Regions from separate parts of the Mus musculus genome. Here all the other regions are linked to region 2. A link is a contact called in public Hi-C and HiChIP or PLAC-seq data. All regions are on one chromosome and are shown on one strand. Each heading gives the region's core, a stretch centred on a gene start, on an enhancer-like site or on the middle of the called end of the contact. The rest is flanking DNA. Distances are from core to core; before and after follow the strand shown.

Evidence for each region. Hi-C and Micro-C count contacts between places; a contact is called where the count stands out from the background. HiChIP or PLAC-seq counts read pairs in DNA pulled down with a chosen protein or histone mark.
Region 1: an H3K27ac HiChIP or PLAC-seq map of embryonic stem cells shows a contact between it and region 2, with 6 times the contacts expected there. The contact joins the enhancer-like site here to the promoter of Hey1 in region 2. A contact is called at or near these places in 5 of 39 promoter capture datasets (embryonic stem cells, liver, neutrophils and 2 more), 3 of 115 datasets of contacts at active chromatin or transcription factors (bone marrow-derived macrophages and embryonic stem cells) and 4 of 9 other capture datasets (adipose tissue, embryonic stem cells, liver and 1 more).
Region 3: a contact with region 2 is called in a Hi-C map of muscle stem cells, with 2.9 times the contacts expected there. The contact joins the enhancer-like site here to the promoter of Hey1 in region 2. A contact is called at or near these places in 5 of 39 promoter capture datasets (the 3T3-L1 cell line, the HPC-7 cell line, cranial neural crest and 2 more), 6 of 484 Hi-C or Micro-C datasets (cerebral cortex, muscle stem cells, myocytes and 1 more), 5 of 115 datasets of contacts at active chromatin or transcription factors (astrocytes, bone marrow-derived macrophages, embryonic midbrain and 2 more) and 1 of 9 other capture datasets (adipose tissue).

Annotation. Positions count from the first base shown.
Region 1 is chr3:9,080,395-9,084,854 of GRCm38.p6, forward strand. No RefSeq gene overlaps it. Among named protein-coding and RNA genes, the nearest start is that of 4930539M17Rik, 21 kb to the left of the region's middle. Within about 2 kb of position 2,442, at least 15 of the 459 cell types and tissues checked have an H3K27ac peak or open chromatin away from gene starts, as enhancers often do. A contact at or near this core is called in embryonic stem cells, where this site is marked.
Region 2 is chr3:8,663,965-8,668,704 of GRCm38.p6, forward strand. Hey1 (hairy/enhancer-of-split related with YRPW motif 1) reads right to left here and starts at 3,074. Exons shown (of 5, transcript NM_010423.2): 1 at 2,818-3,074; 2 at 2,538-2,613; 3 at 2,308-2,391; 4 at 1,981-2,062; 5 at 1-1,100. The coding sequence starts at 2,906. The coding sequence ends at 532. LOC115489673 reads right to left here. Exons shown (of 2, transcript XM_030252957.1): 1 at 3,260-4,740; 2 at 2,960-3,114. The coding sequence starts at 3,922. The coding sequence ends at 2,974.
Region 3 is chr3:9,032,902-9,037,318 of GRCm38.p6, forward strand. No RefSeq gene overlaps it. Among named protein-coding and RNA genes, the nearest start is that of Gm46832, 7.5 kb to the left of the region's middle. Within about 2 kb of position 1,645, at least 131 of the 459 cell types and tissues checked have an H3K27ac peak or open chromatin away from gene starts, as enhancers often do. A contact at or near this core is called in adipose tissue, bone marrow-derived macrophages, cerebral cortex and 2 more, where this site is marked.

The DNA of each region.
Region 1 (4,460 bases), core at 1,192-3,691, 420 kb after region 2:
TCATCTCCTTCTTACTCTGAGTCCTCTCTAGCTGGTGCAAACCATTTACTTTAAGAGTGCCCCAAGGTGGAGAGATGGCAGCCAAACGGTGAACGCAGCCCTTTCCCCAGCATTTTTTGGTTCAGATGAGGTCAAGTCGAGAAGCAGCCTCCCCTGAGGTGAGATCTAGGCAGCTCAGGGGGGGCCCTGATCCAAAATAGTTTCCATGCAAGCACCTGAACTGTTGGTGGCCAACTCATTCCTTTCCTGACTGAGAAATATTTGTTGACTACACTCGAGCAAGATGCCCCTTCCCGTAGGATGATCAGGATGTTGGGAGTTGGGTCGGTCATTATGGTGCACACCCATAAGCTCCGCATCATGGGAGCAAAGGCCCGAGGCTCACTATAAACTTGAGGCCATCTTGGTCTACATAATGAGTACCAGGTCAGCCAGGGCTACACATGGGGATTCCGCCTTAAAAAAGAAATCTACTGTCACTACAATTTAAAATCTTATTTTGAAGGAGACGATGAAGGAACAAGGAAACTGCACCCCTCATAGTGAGCCTTCTAAACTTAGCTGATGGCCTGAGACCCAGGCATTTAACCTATTACAATTTGCTACTCCTAGGGGTAAAGACAGCTCTCTTGGATGGAGAATAGGGATGCAGCTTAGCGGCAGAGCACTTGCCTAGCGTGCAGCAGGCACGTGGTGGTTACATCCTAAGCGCTGCCCGACGTCAAGGGACAGTACTAAGGGCTTCTAGTAAGGTCGGGATTGAACATTGTGGGAGTGTAACAGGAGTAGCAGTGGCCCACCTACTTAAGACATAAAATATCCTGGAAGAGGTGGCAGTGGATAGGACACTTCAAAGGTAAGTAAATTACCAAATAGAAATAAATAAAATACAGTCAACACCAGGGAAAGAACAGTAAATGCAAACTGACAAAAAACCACCTGATGCCATCCCTAGAGCTTGGGGGTCCTGACTTGGAATGCCCAGCTGCCTCGGTCCCCTTCCCGTGACCCGCGGAGGCTCCTTCAGCATCTCTGCTCAGTGGGCATCCTAAGGCTGCATCCACCTCAAGTTGCAATGGCTGTTATGAGTTCCTGATTCATTTACCTGCTTTCTGTTTATTTAAAAAATATTTATTGACCCTTTATAATATAAACTACAATGTAGTGTAATATAAAACTTGACGGGTTCTCCTAGACACCCTCGTCTCTCTCCCACGTCCATCATGTAAGCAGAAATGGAGAAAAGGAGAGGGAGGAACTTTGTCTGTTTCTTCATGGGTCCATTCTCAGTGAGTCTCACCCTGCCTGTCCTTTGTTCCTTCCATACATTTGTGTATGGTGCCTGCAAAGCACCCAGTTGGAGTACTTGATTTTGAAGAAGATGGAGGCTAGTTGTGTCATACAGAGGTGCTGAGACACTGAAAATGTCCCCTGGTCTTCTCTCTTTCCTTTTCCCGTCCCTTCCGTTCTTTCTCCATCCCTCTGTATTGCTCTGGCAGGGTCTCATGTAGCGTAGGCTGACCTCAGAGTAGCTATGTAGCTGAGACTGACCTGGGCTCCTGATTCTCCTGTGCCCCAGGTGCTGGGATAACAGGCAAACACAACCACGTCTGGCATGGCCTTTCCTTTGAAGGCATTTTAGAGACACCCTCTCTGGCGTCTCAGTAATTCCCTGTCTCTCTCTGACTATTCCATAAAGACTTTCAAAGCAGGGCTGAGCCCACTTTTGGCAAGTCTCTTACCTTTGTAAGCCTGACTTCAGTGTGCTGGGAAAGGTGACTTTAGGAATCTCGTGACTGTTGGTGCCTGGGGCGGAAGCAGATGTTGAAAGGGCAGGTGGGGGTTCAGGAATGGAGGCGCCCTGAGACACGTAGCTTCTTTCACAATCTGGCCCGGGGCTGGCTGATCCTGTGATTGGGTGTCTCAGCCAAGAATGTCCCCAGAATTCCAAGTCACTTTTAGACGCCATTTCCCTGTCCTGTGGCTCCAAGTCAGCAGATAAAGTGGATTTACAAGCAGAAAGAGAGCAGGCTCACAGAGCAGTTCTGCTGCAGAGCGGGAGAAGTGGGGGGGGGGGGGGGGCGGGGGGCGGGGACGACTTCCTCTCCGGTCTTTCGGGTTAATGGCTCTCAAATACGCAACTGGGTGTGGCACTTGGGAGGCAGAGGCAGGAAAAACTGTCGAGTTTGAGAAGCCAGCCTGGTCTACAGAGTGAGTTTCAGGACAGCCAGGACTAAAAAGAGAAACTCCATTTTAAAAAAAAATGTTTTTTAAAGTCACGAAACAACAACAACAACAACAACAAACCCCAACAACTCAGAGTTCCTTCCTTCTTGCATTCTAAGCAAAACTCAAACAAACTGAGAAAGTTTTGTTGAAATCTTCTGTGCCATTTTTATCTTCCCCCACCATTTTGTAACATGAAAGAGGAAGCCTTTTATGTTCACGGCAGTAATATTATTCTAGTCTTGTTAAGTTATCTTATTTTTGAAATGGCATTTTGCTATGTATTCTGGGTAAGCCTGGGCTTACTCTGTAGCCCAGGTTGTATGTGGACCCTGCTGCTTCAGACTTTCCAGCGATGAAGCCGGGCGTGGTGGCGCACGCCTTTAATCCCAGCACTTGGGAGGCAGAGGCAGGCGGATTTCTGAGTTCAAGGCCAGTCTGGTCTACACAAAGTGAGTTCCAGGACAGCCAAGGCTATACAGAGAAACCCTGTCTCTAAAAAACAAAACAAAATAAAACAGGCTTCCCAGCGATGGAAGTACAGGAGTGAGCCGGCATCCCCAGGCAGCAATCTTCAATCTATCCCATTCATGAGGGATGTCTCACACCTCGTTTTGCTTTGGTTTTTCCGAGACAGAGCTTCTTCATGTAGCTCTGCTGTCCTGGAACTTGCTCTGTAGACCAAGGTGGCTTTAAACTCACAGAGATCTTTCTGTCTCTGTCTCCCAAGTGATGAGTTCACAGGTGTACGCCAGCACCACCCAGTCTTATAGCCCCATTTATGGGAACGAACACCACTGTCCTGCAAGGACTAGCTAATGTCTGGAGGTCGTGCTGGCAGCAGGTTCGTGGGCACTCCATATCTCCAGTTTAGCCAGACACAGGTGGAGTGGGTTAGTTGGAAAATGGCTTCTATATTGAGCACATGCAAACGTTTTGCTGGTTGTGATCTCCTGTGCAGTACAGTATAACGATATTTGTATTCTGTTAGGCAAGCATGAACCCGAGATCCCAGCACTCCGGAGGCTGAGGTGAGGAAGGAGGCCCTAGGATTTAAGTCTAGCCTAAGCTACGTCAGAGAGACCCTGTCCCCAGCTCTGTAGCGCGCTTACAAGGTGGAGGCAGGGAGTCATCAACTACACAGTGAGTTTCAGGCCCACCTAAATCATATGGGACCCTACCACAAAAATCCAATAAATAGCCCTGGGTGGTAGTGCACATCTTTAATCTCATCACTAGAGAGGCAAAGGCAGGTAGATCTCTGTGATACAGAGGCCAGCCTGGTCTATACAGCTAGTTCTAGGCCAGCTAGGGCCACATAGTGAGACCCTGTCTCAAAAAAAAAAAAAAAGAAAGAAAGAAAAGAAAAAGAAAAGAAGAGAAGAGAAGAGAAAAGAAAAAAGAGGAAAGAGAAAAGAAAAGAGAAAAGGAGAGTGGGAGGGGAGGGGAAGGAGGAGGGGGAAGAGGGAGGGGGATAGTTGCCAATAGGCAATGGTCTTGGATCTGCTGGCATATCTAAATTGGCACTAGGGAGTAAAGTCCTGTTCTTTGCATCTGTGTTAGAGAGGATTCTGACAAGCTTGTGAGTGCTTCCAGACTATAGATATGCAGAAACGAAACGTAAATTCCAGCTCTGCTCATTGTTAGCCCCGTGGTTCTCAGCACTGACCCCTAAGTTTCCATGTTGTCTTATCTACAGAAGTGGGACTTATTCTGAGGTTGTGAGGCAGTCAGGTCTCTCACAGGAGACTGTGAATGTCAAGGGCCTGATGTCACAGCCCCTCAGTTCCATCAGCAGGATCACCATTCAGCAGATGTGGCCTCTGAGATGCAGTCATTTAGTCATTCAACAGCCAATCCCTGATCCGCCGCAGCTTGTCACAGGTGAGGTGTTGGGCCCTGTGCATTGGGAGTAGAGCACACCAAGCCAGGCCCTGCTCTCTTGGAGCTGACATGTGAAGACACAGGACACACAAAATAAAAATAAATAAGGGAGCCATGTGTGAGTCAGGATATGCATGCATCCTTGAGAAGAGAGTGCCTGTGACTGCCAGGCCACTGTCGGAACGGCTGATGCTAACCTAGTCTGCAGCACGCGCAACCAAATTTGGCTTAGAAACCCATGCTGGCCTTACCGGGCCTTTCTCCTTTGACTGCACTAGGGACTTTATTCAGACTGGCCTTGTGTTACTGACTGTCCCTGAACCCCCAGGGCCAAAAGATCCCCCTATTTC
Region 2 (4,740 bases), core at 1,824-4,323:
ACGCTTTGTTTGCAAATATAATGCTTTGCTGACCCTCCCTCCCCAAAGAATACCACTTATACAACACCTCGGTCCATCAAAGTAGTAACAAAATCGTGTTAACATTGAGCATAGTGGCGTGCGAAATTAATCCTCAAAAGATTACAACTTATACACACCAGGAAACAGACCCCAAACACTAATGTTAAGATTCCCCACGCTGAGGCAAACGGAATCATTCTCAGACAGACAGGTTTACAAAATAAATGAGGCACAGAACAAACAACGGATCAAAGTGTTGGTTCGTAATCACTACCTCAATTGAATCTTTTAAACAAAAATTAACAACTAATTTTTTAAAACTGCTAATGCATGACATGATAAAAAATTAAAGAGAAAAGTAAACCAACAAACTTTTAGTCTTTAGAAAAAAATTATCTGAAAATGTACCTTTTTCCTGACTTACTGGCGACTTTAGGGTGGTGTTGACAACCGTCCCAACACACCTGGGATTTTAAGCTTTCCCCTCCCTTGTTCTACAGCATCAGTTCTTTAGAAAGCTCCGATCTCTGTCCCCCAAGGTCTATAGGGCTTGCCAAGGTTTGCTGCCTGCGTGGGTGTCGAAGGGCTCAGTAGGTGGAAGGAGCTGAAGGAAAAGGGGAAGGCTGAGAGCGAGGCCACAGAGGAGAGCAGCGGTGGAGACAGTTTGGAGGCCGAGGTCACCACGGGAAGCACCGGTCCCAAGCCGCCACTAGGGGGCGCTCGCAAGGCCGGCGCCTCCGGATGGGCAGAAGCCAGCCTGCCCTGGTGATGCGGCTCCGTGGGTGACGCCGCGGTGCCAGCGTTCCCGTGGCCATTCTGGGGCAGCAGCAGAGGGTGTGCGATGTGTGGGTGATGTCCGAAGGCACTTCCCCAGGGAATGTGTCCGAGGCCACCGTGAGCGCCGCTCGCGGCTTCCCGCTGGGATGCGTAGTTGTTGAGATGGGAGACCAGGCGAACGCGAAGCGGGTCGGAGGCATCGAGTCCTTCAATGATGCTCAGATAACGGGCAACTTCGGCCAGGCATTCCCGAAACCCCAAACTCCGATAGTCCATAGCCAGGGCGTGCGCGTCAAAATAACCTGTGCACAAAAACAAAGGAAAACCTTCAAGGCTCTGCTCATTTCCTGAATTTCTTCCACTCCAAAGTTCTTCCTGGCAACTCCATACAGGATTACAGCACAGATCATGGGTCCTGGAAGCTCAAATATTTTGAAGCTGACCAAAATCTTTGCATTAATCAACAGTATATGTTTGCTAATGCAAGTTCAAAGCCCAATTAGAAGCTGCTGAGCAGAAATTGGAATTATACCCTACCAGCAGATGAAACTATGTTCCCTCCTTTAATGTTTTCCCTCAACAACAACAAAAAATACATCAAGGACAGAGAAACCACAGAGCAGTGAAATTCATTAGACACACAGATGTAAGTTATCATCGTGGAGCTTTTAGGCACTTGGTCCTTGGTGAAGAATCTGGTGGCTGGAGACAGACACGGGCTTCAGTCTCTCACCCCGTTAGATTTTTTTTTCCTCTCTATTTAGCCCCAACATGTCTCTTTCCTCCAAATTCTTTTGGCAGTTCGTTTTCTAAATCTGTATATAAAATTCCGACTATCTAGTTGTTCTTTTTAATAAGCCATTTCCCAATCCTTTCTTAAATAGCAACAGACAAACATGAGTGACTTGACCTAAATCAGGGCTGTCACAACCGGAGGAGCTCCGGGAGACAGGCGCTTGCTGAAAGGTGCATTAGCTCAGTTGAAAGAGGATTGGGGTGATGTATTCACTGCTCAAGAACCCATGTGCTGTTGAAGGTGCACTTGGCTGGCAAGCACATACTGCTCTCCCCACCCCACAAAGCAAAGCAGGCAGGGACTGCACCAATCCCAGACTGCGCTTGCTACCACCCCCACCCCCCACGCCGAGCACGCAAAGCCCCAGCTGAACTGGAGAGGAATACCTTTCCCTCCTGCAGTGTGCAGCATTTTCAGGTGATCCACAGTCATCTGCAAGATCTCAGCTTTTTCTAGCTTAGCAGATCCCTAAAAAGAAGACAAAAGGCTTATCTGACACAAGTGCCTTTGGAGAACTTAAAATATGCACACAAATATACATACATGTAAAATACAAACGTAAAAAAAAAAGCAAAAGTCACGTATATCCACAAAATCTGTGGGAATTTGTGTAAGAACATCCAACGACTTGGCACAAATGAGGTTAGAAGCACGGAGGGGAGGGAATCAGAAGGTGCCGATGGCTACACTCAGCGCTCTCATACTTCCATTACCTGCTTCTCAAAGGCACTGGGTACCAGCCTTCTCAGCTCAGACAAACTGTTATTGATTCGGTCTCGTCGGCGCTTCTCGATGATCTATGGGAAGCAGACAAAAACAAAGGAGGGCATTTACGTTATGACTGTACATTCCAACGAGAAGAAATGTGGTTCTTTCCGTTAGTTAATTAATTAATATAACAATGTGCATATATATTTAAATTATTGGGGGGGGGGGTACTCACGCCTCTCCGTCTTTTCCTGGCCAAAACCTGGGACGATGTCGTTGGGGACATGGAACACAGCGCCGAACTCAAGTTTCTGTAAGATGGGAAGCAATTGCCTTGAGAAAGGAAAGGAGAGCCCTCCTACACCAGATTTCTTTGGCAACTTGAGCTGGAGGGCTCGGGGACGATTGCTCCCAGCCAGCAGCTGCCGGCCCACGACTCCCGGCAAAGGGAACCCAGCATCAGCGCACCCCATCCTCTCCTCCCGCTCCGGATCGGTCGGACGCCGCCAACTCACCCATTCTCGTCCGCGCTCTCCTTTTCCACCTCGATGGTCTCGTCCAGCTCACTATCTGAGGAGCTGTAGTCTGGGTGAGCTCTCTTCATGGTGGCGGAGCGTGGGCTCCGAGGAGGGTCGCGCGGCGGGCAAGGAGGAGTTAACTGCAGTGGCCGCTCAGCGCTCGGCTGCGGGAGGTGCGTGCACACTGATCCCACTCACGCTCAGTCTCCGGTTAAAACTCAACCATCCCTTTCCCACGCTGCGCCCCTTCCCATGGATAGGGGGAGGGCGGGGAAGGCGGAGAGGTTGGGGCAGGGGCGGGGCCACGGCTCCCGGGTAACCGCGTGCCCCGGCCAATTGGCGCCTCGCTGCGCAGATTGGCAGCCGCATGGGGGCGGGACGAGCGGAGGCCGAGGCTGGCTGCTCCCCGCCCCCGGAGCCCGCCCCTGCCCGGCGGCAGTGCGTCGGCTCCGCAGGAGTTCGGCTGGGGGCCGCGGGCGGCGGTGGGCCGGCGGCGGGCAGAAATGGGGGGCCGGCCCGGGACACCAGCCCGGCGATAGCCACCGCCCCGCCCAGCCCCACCCCGCGCGCCCGGATTGGCCTGGCCGTGTGCCAGGGCCGCGCCTGCAGCGCCGCCGGTGAGCCGCACGCGCCGCGGGCCGTGGGAAAGTGCCGGCGCCCCGGCCGCCAGCCAATCCGGACGGACGGCGACGGCGGCGGCGACGGTGGCGGCGGCGGCGGCGGCTGCTCTGGGCGGCTGCTCTGGGCGGCTGCATGAATGGAGAAGAATAGCCAGGCGGGGGAGCCGGGCTGCACGAGGGCGCGCCTGCCGGGCTCCTGGTGTGAACCTGTAATCGGAGTCCGGGCGCCGGCGGGCCCCGGAAGCCACCGCCCGCGTCCCGTTCTCTGCACTGCTGCCGGTGCCCCGCGGCTGGAGGCGGGCGTAGTTGGCGGGTCCTACAGGAACAGTCGCCTGGGGCGCCGCTCCTTTGGATGGTGGCCACCAGCTCTGGGAGCAGAGCCTGAGAGACTCAAGGGATGCTGCTTTTTGGGTTCTAGGAGCCTCTAAAGCTAATCCTGCAAGGCTTCTCAGCTTTGGGACGAAATGCATGCCCCTATGCATGTCATTTCCGGGGAAGTAGAGCGCTTGTTTTCTGGGTTAGCTTGAGGGAGGAGTAGCTATCCCCCGAGACATTCATTATGTTGGGATTTTTGCTGTTGTTTTGTTTTGTTTTTGTCCTCCCTTCCCCCTAGTGTTGGCGGCCAGATCCTCTTAGCAGGCGACAGGGTGGCGGCCTGGGTGTTTGCTTCTGAGGCTGTGCGATCATCTGTGCGAGGATGCACGTTTCTGGCCCGCATCGCGCGCGCGCGGACACACACACACACCCGTTGGTCTCAGTTGGGAGGGGCGTTTGGGGTGCTATATGAAGTTCTGCACACCGCTCTCCCCTCTCCCCCACCAAGAAGGGCGACTTTAAAAAAATAGTTTAAATCTTATGGATTGTTTCCCTAGTTCAGCGTTCACAGAAGTAGACAACCTGGAGAAAGCCCAGTCTTTATCCTGCCCCACTCTTGGAGCCTGCAATCCCGTCTATGAAGCAAAACTTCATAACCGTTGAGAAGAATAAAAGAAACTCAACACCTTTGCAAGCAATTCTGTTTCTAGACATGATGGGTTCCATAAATGCAGACTAAACCGAGTTCCCAGGTCCAGTTCTCCATCCACACACTTTAGACCACATCCTGGGTCCTTTTAAAGTTCTCATTGCACTTCACCCTACTGTTCAGAGCCTCAGCCCTCACAGCTCCTCTGAAAAGGTGAGGTCCCTCCATCTTGGCTTTGTTTTTTCCTAGTGCACATATCCCACCACACAGCTTAGGAGTGGTCAAGCCAAGGCTCACTGCCTGCTTCCCTCTCCATGTTCACAGCTCGCTTCGCTC
Region 3 (4,417 bases), core at 395-2,894, 370 kb after region 2:
GGCACTGCTGTGAGCATCGTGTGGATAAAGGACACATATCACTCCATGCAGGTGAGCAGATGACCAGACTTTCTCCTCCATCTCCTCCTCTTCTCTTCCCTGCTCTGACTTCTGTTTCCAGGGACAAGAAAGAACATGAACAGATCCAGGGTGTGATGTGAGACGGTGTTCACCAAGTGCCCATCAGATAAGGAGAGCAATGCAAGGATTACTTCTTGTCCCTTCTCAGGGGAATCCTGAAACTTGAACAATCACACCCTTGCTGGCTTTGTGGTACACATCTGTGGTCTCAGGATTGGCAGGCTGAGTTTGAGTCAGCCTGGGATATAGAGTGAGATACTCCCACACACACCACACACACACACACACACACACACACACTCCACATACCATACACACATACTCCTACACACACACACACCATACACACACACACACACACACCACATACATACACACATACTCCTACACACACATACACCATACACACATACCCCTACACACACACACACACCACATACATACACACATACTCCTACACACACACACACCATACACACATACCCCTACACACACACACACACACACACACACACACACACTCAGACTGATCAGGAGACATTTCAATTAAAAGTCAATTTGAAGGACCAAGCTGTACCTCAGTTGTAGAGTACTTGCCTGGCATGCATAAGACACTGGCTTCAATTCAGAGTACCACACACACAAAAGTAAATAACTCGGAGAACTACTTTGTGACGGTGATCTAATAACACATGCAAGGAGTTTCTCATTGTATTTGTCTGATTGATGCTCCAAACATGTCTGTTGTTCAAGATGGCAGCTCCCTAAAAGCCTGCCTGCAGGCACAGTGAGTGGGGGTTCTTTCAGGACGGCCGGCCCGTCATTCTTTAGTCTGCTGGGAGGACTAGGTCAACACTTCAATTTAAAAGCTCTCTCTCCTGACCACATGGCAACAGGCAGAGCAGCAAGCAAGGTTTTACGTTCTCTCCTGCAGGGTTTCAATTGTTGAAGTTCTGTTGTTTATCATTTACGTCCGTTTTTAAAAAATGCGTGAAATAGTTAGCAAATATTTCACTTCAGCTGTGAAGCAAGGCAGAGGAATGACATCACTCTGCCCGTCATTCACTGTCCCACTGGTGTAGAAAGTGCTTTACAAGCTGGTAAGTGCGCTTTCCGGTTGCTGGTGCAGAGTCAGATGAAGATAAATCTTCTCGAGGGAAGTTAGGGAAAGGCAGTGGGCCATTAGCTGATATTTCTGGAACACTATTCTCGTCTTCTCTAGAGGACTGAAAATGGGCACGGCAGTGCCGGCAGGATGCATGGGTGATTATCCAACATAAAACCTCCGTGGTATCCCTTCTCTGTCTATTGAGTCACAAGAAAACTAAACAAAAGGCATACCAGATTATACACACCTTAATTGTGTTACGAATACAACTTGCGGCATGATGATGTCTACAAACAGGAAATCACACTACAGTTAAAAGCAAGAGTGCAATTATTTTTCAAGCCATAAGCAGGGGCGGCTAAGCCGGGGAGCCACAGAGAGTATGGCAAGCTCCAAATCCAAGCAGACAAGACAATAATGGCTTCATTATATAAGCTGCACGACAGATGGATCTCTTTCTAAACACGTGGCCTTCTCCCACCCCACCCCAAGGCGATTATCCAATGTCACGCCCTTCTAAAGTGGTACTAAACAGAGACAACACTGACAGCCAGCAACAGCACTCTGACGTGCAGTGAGCTTTAGGGCTGATTTCTCTCCCTCAGCAGGAGTTTCAGCTTCCGGTTTCTGTGGTATCTTCACAGTTTCAGAGCACTGGGCCAAAGGGCACTTTGCAGTCAGTGTCTGCATATACCTTTCAGACTTGCCATCTGATCCTTCCAGAACAAAGTGTGGTGCTGAGCTTTGAGGTGTTCTATGAAGGTCAAAGGTCAACCAGCTAGCTCAGCACCAGACTGTGGAAGTCGGGGGGGGGGGGGGGGGGGGGGCAAGCAGGGCTCTTGCTTTAAGAAGTTTCTTACCTACTTCTGTTTCTCCTCCCTTCTTCTTCCACTCTGTCAGTCCTCTTCATATGCTTTGTCTGTCGACAACTGCATACAAGCATGCAATGTGTCGACAACTGCATACAAGCATGCAGTGTGTCAACAATTGCACACATGCATACATGGTATTTTGATGATACGTGGCCCACTCTGCACTCACTTTCTCTGAGCCTCTTCATCTCCCAGATAGTTCTTGTTGTGGGGGAGAAGGGGAGGTGGGGTTTAGTTAAGTTTGTTTATATATAAGTATGGGTTGTTATTTTTTAATTTATTCATTTTATGTGCATTGGCATTTTGCTTGCATATCTGCCCGAGGATGTCAGATCCCTTGCAACTGGACTTACAGGCAGTTGTGAGCCACCATTTGGTTCCGGGAATTAAACCCAGGTCCTCAGGAAGAGCAATCAGTGTTCTCAAGCCCTCTCTCCGGCACCCCTCCCCCACATACCCTTTGTTTTTGTAACTGGAGCATGGGCTCCCTCATTTTAGCTGATTCTCAGCAACTCTAGGAGCCAGAAACCAGCAGGAGAGATGTAGTGTGAAATATCAGTCCTAGATGGTTTAAACCTATCTCATTTTTGAGACTGGACCTTCCCTTGCTAGTACACTGTGGCGGGTGTTTCACTGTGTCGGTCTGTACTTCAACCACAGATGCTGTGTCTGCTGGTGCCAGGGGATTGGTCTCTTTTCTCTCCTGACCTTTCCCTTCTCCATGTCCTTTACTGTGGCCCCACAGTAGCTATACATGGAATTTCTATACCATGTACTTTCATGACCCCTCAGCCACGACCCTAGATGGAAATAGCATATTTAGCAAGAGAGAAATATGATAACCGTACTGTGTGAGAAAAGAATCTATTTTCAATAAAAGGAAAGAAAAAAAGAAAAAAGAAAACCCCCCTGGTGCCTGAACACATGTCGTAAGGAGTGAGTGAGGTGTTCTTGAAATGCATGGACCGAGCCAGGCGTGGTGGCGCATGCCTTTAATCCCAGCACTCAGGAGGCAGAGGCAGGCAGATTTCTGAGTTCAAGGCCAGCCTGGTCTACAGAGTGAGTTCCAGGACAGCCAGGGCTACACAGAGAAACCCTGTCTTGAAAAACCAAAAAAAAAAAAAGAGGGAGAAAAAAAAAAGACAAAAAGAAATGCATGGACCCACATGTCATGTCTTCATCAGTATCCTCTGTAAGATGCTTTAATAGCCCAGTACATGTAAGAGCAATTTGAAGCAGCTTCAATCAATACTGAGGTAATACATAGCATGTAATAATGGAGTACGCCATCAACCCCACTTCAAAAAGTCCTAGCAAAAGAAATCACTCGGTTGATTATCAGTCACAGCCTGGACTGCAATCCCGCAGGTCTTAATTCTAATACTTACGTTTTATATTTTTATAGTGTTCGTCATGAAAACTCTCCCAGGGATAATGGATTGGATCTGTGTTTACTTTTCTGTAGACTGGCATGATGCTAACTAACAAGGTACTAAATTTTTCTTGAATATGCTTAGCTACACATTAGATGGTAAATGTGACTCCCGGGGCTTGAAACAGTGTAGGACTAAATCCATAGCTAAGCTTATTTATCAAATGTTGTCAGCATAATCGATGCACTAACCATATTCCAGAGAAACACACCTGCTCGTGCAAACGGTGCTGTCTGCTTCTGCAGAGAGAGTGCATTGAGTGTGTCTCAGCAAAGCATAGAGGCTTCTGCCTGAGTCAAGCTCGAACTGAGTTCCAATTTGCAACACTCACAGCCTTTGTGTTAGCGGCATTTTTTTCTGTTTTTGCTTGTTTGTTTGTTTTCTAAAGACAGGGTTTCTCTGTTTAGTCCTGACTGGCCTGGAACTCGATCTGTACACAAGGCTGGCCTTGAGCTCAAGAGCTCCACCTGCCTCTGCCTCCCAGTGCTGGGATTAAAGGCGTGGGCCACCAACAGGCAGCTGCAAATTATGGCTCTGTGCTTTTGTTTTCGTTTTGTGAGAGCATTTTCTCAATTGAAGTTCCCACCTTTCCGATAACCCTAGTTTGTGTCAAGATAGTCACTGTTTTATTCCTGTGAAGAGACATCATGACCAAGGCAACTCTTATTTTAAAAAGCATTTAATTGGAGGTTTGCTTACAGTTTTAGAGGGTTAGGTTAGTCAATGGTCATCATGGTGGTAAGCAGCTAAGCAGAGTAATGGAGGGGTAGCTAAGAGCTTTACGTCCTCCACAGGCAGCAAGCAGAGAGAGAGCGCGCGTGCGTGCGTGCGTGCGTGCGTGCGTGCGTGTGTGTGTGTGTGTGTGTGTGTGTGTGTGAGAGAGGCGTGTGTGTGTGTGTGTGTGTGTGTGAGAGAGAGAGAGA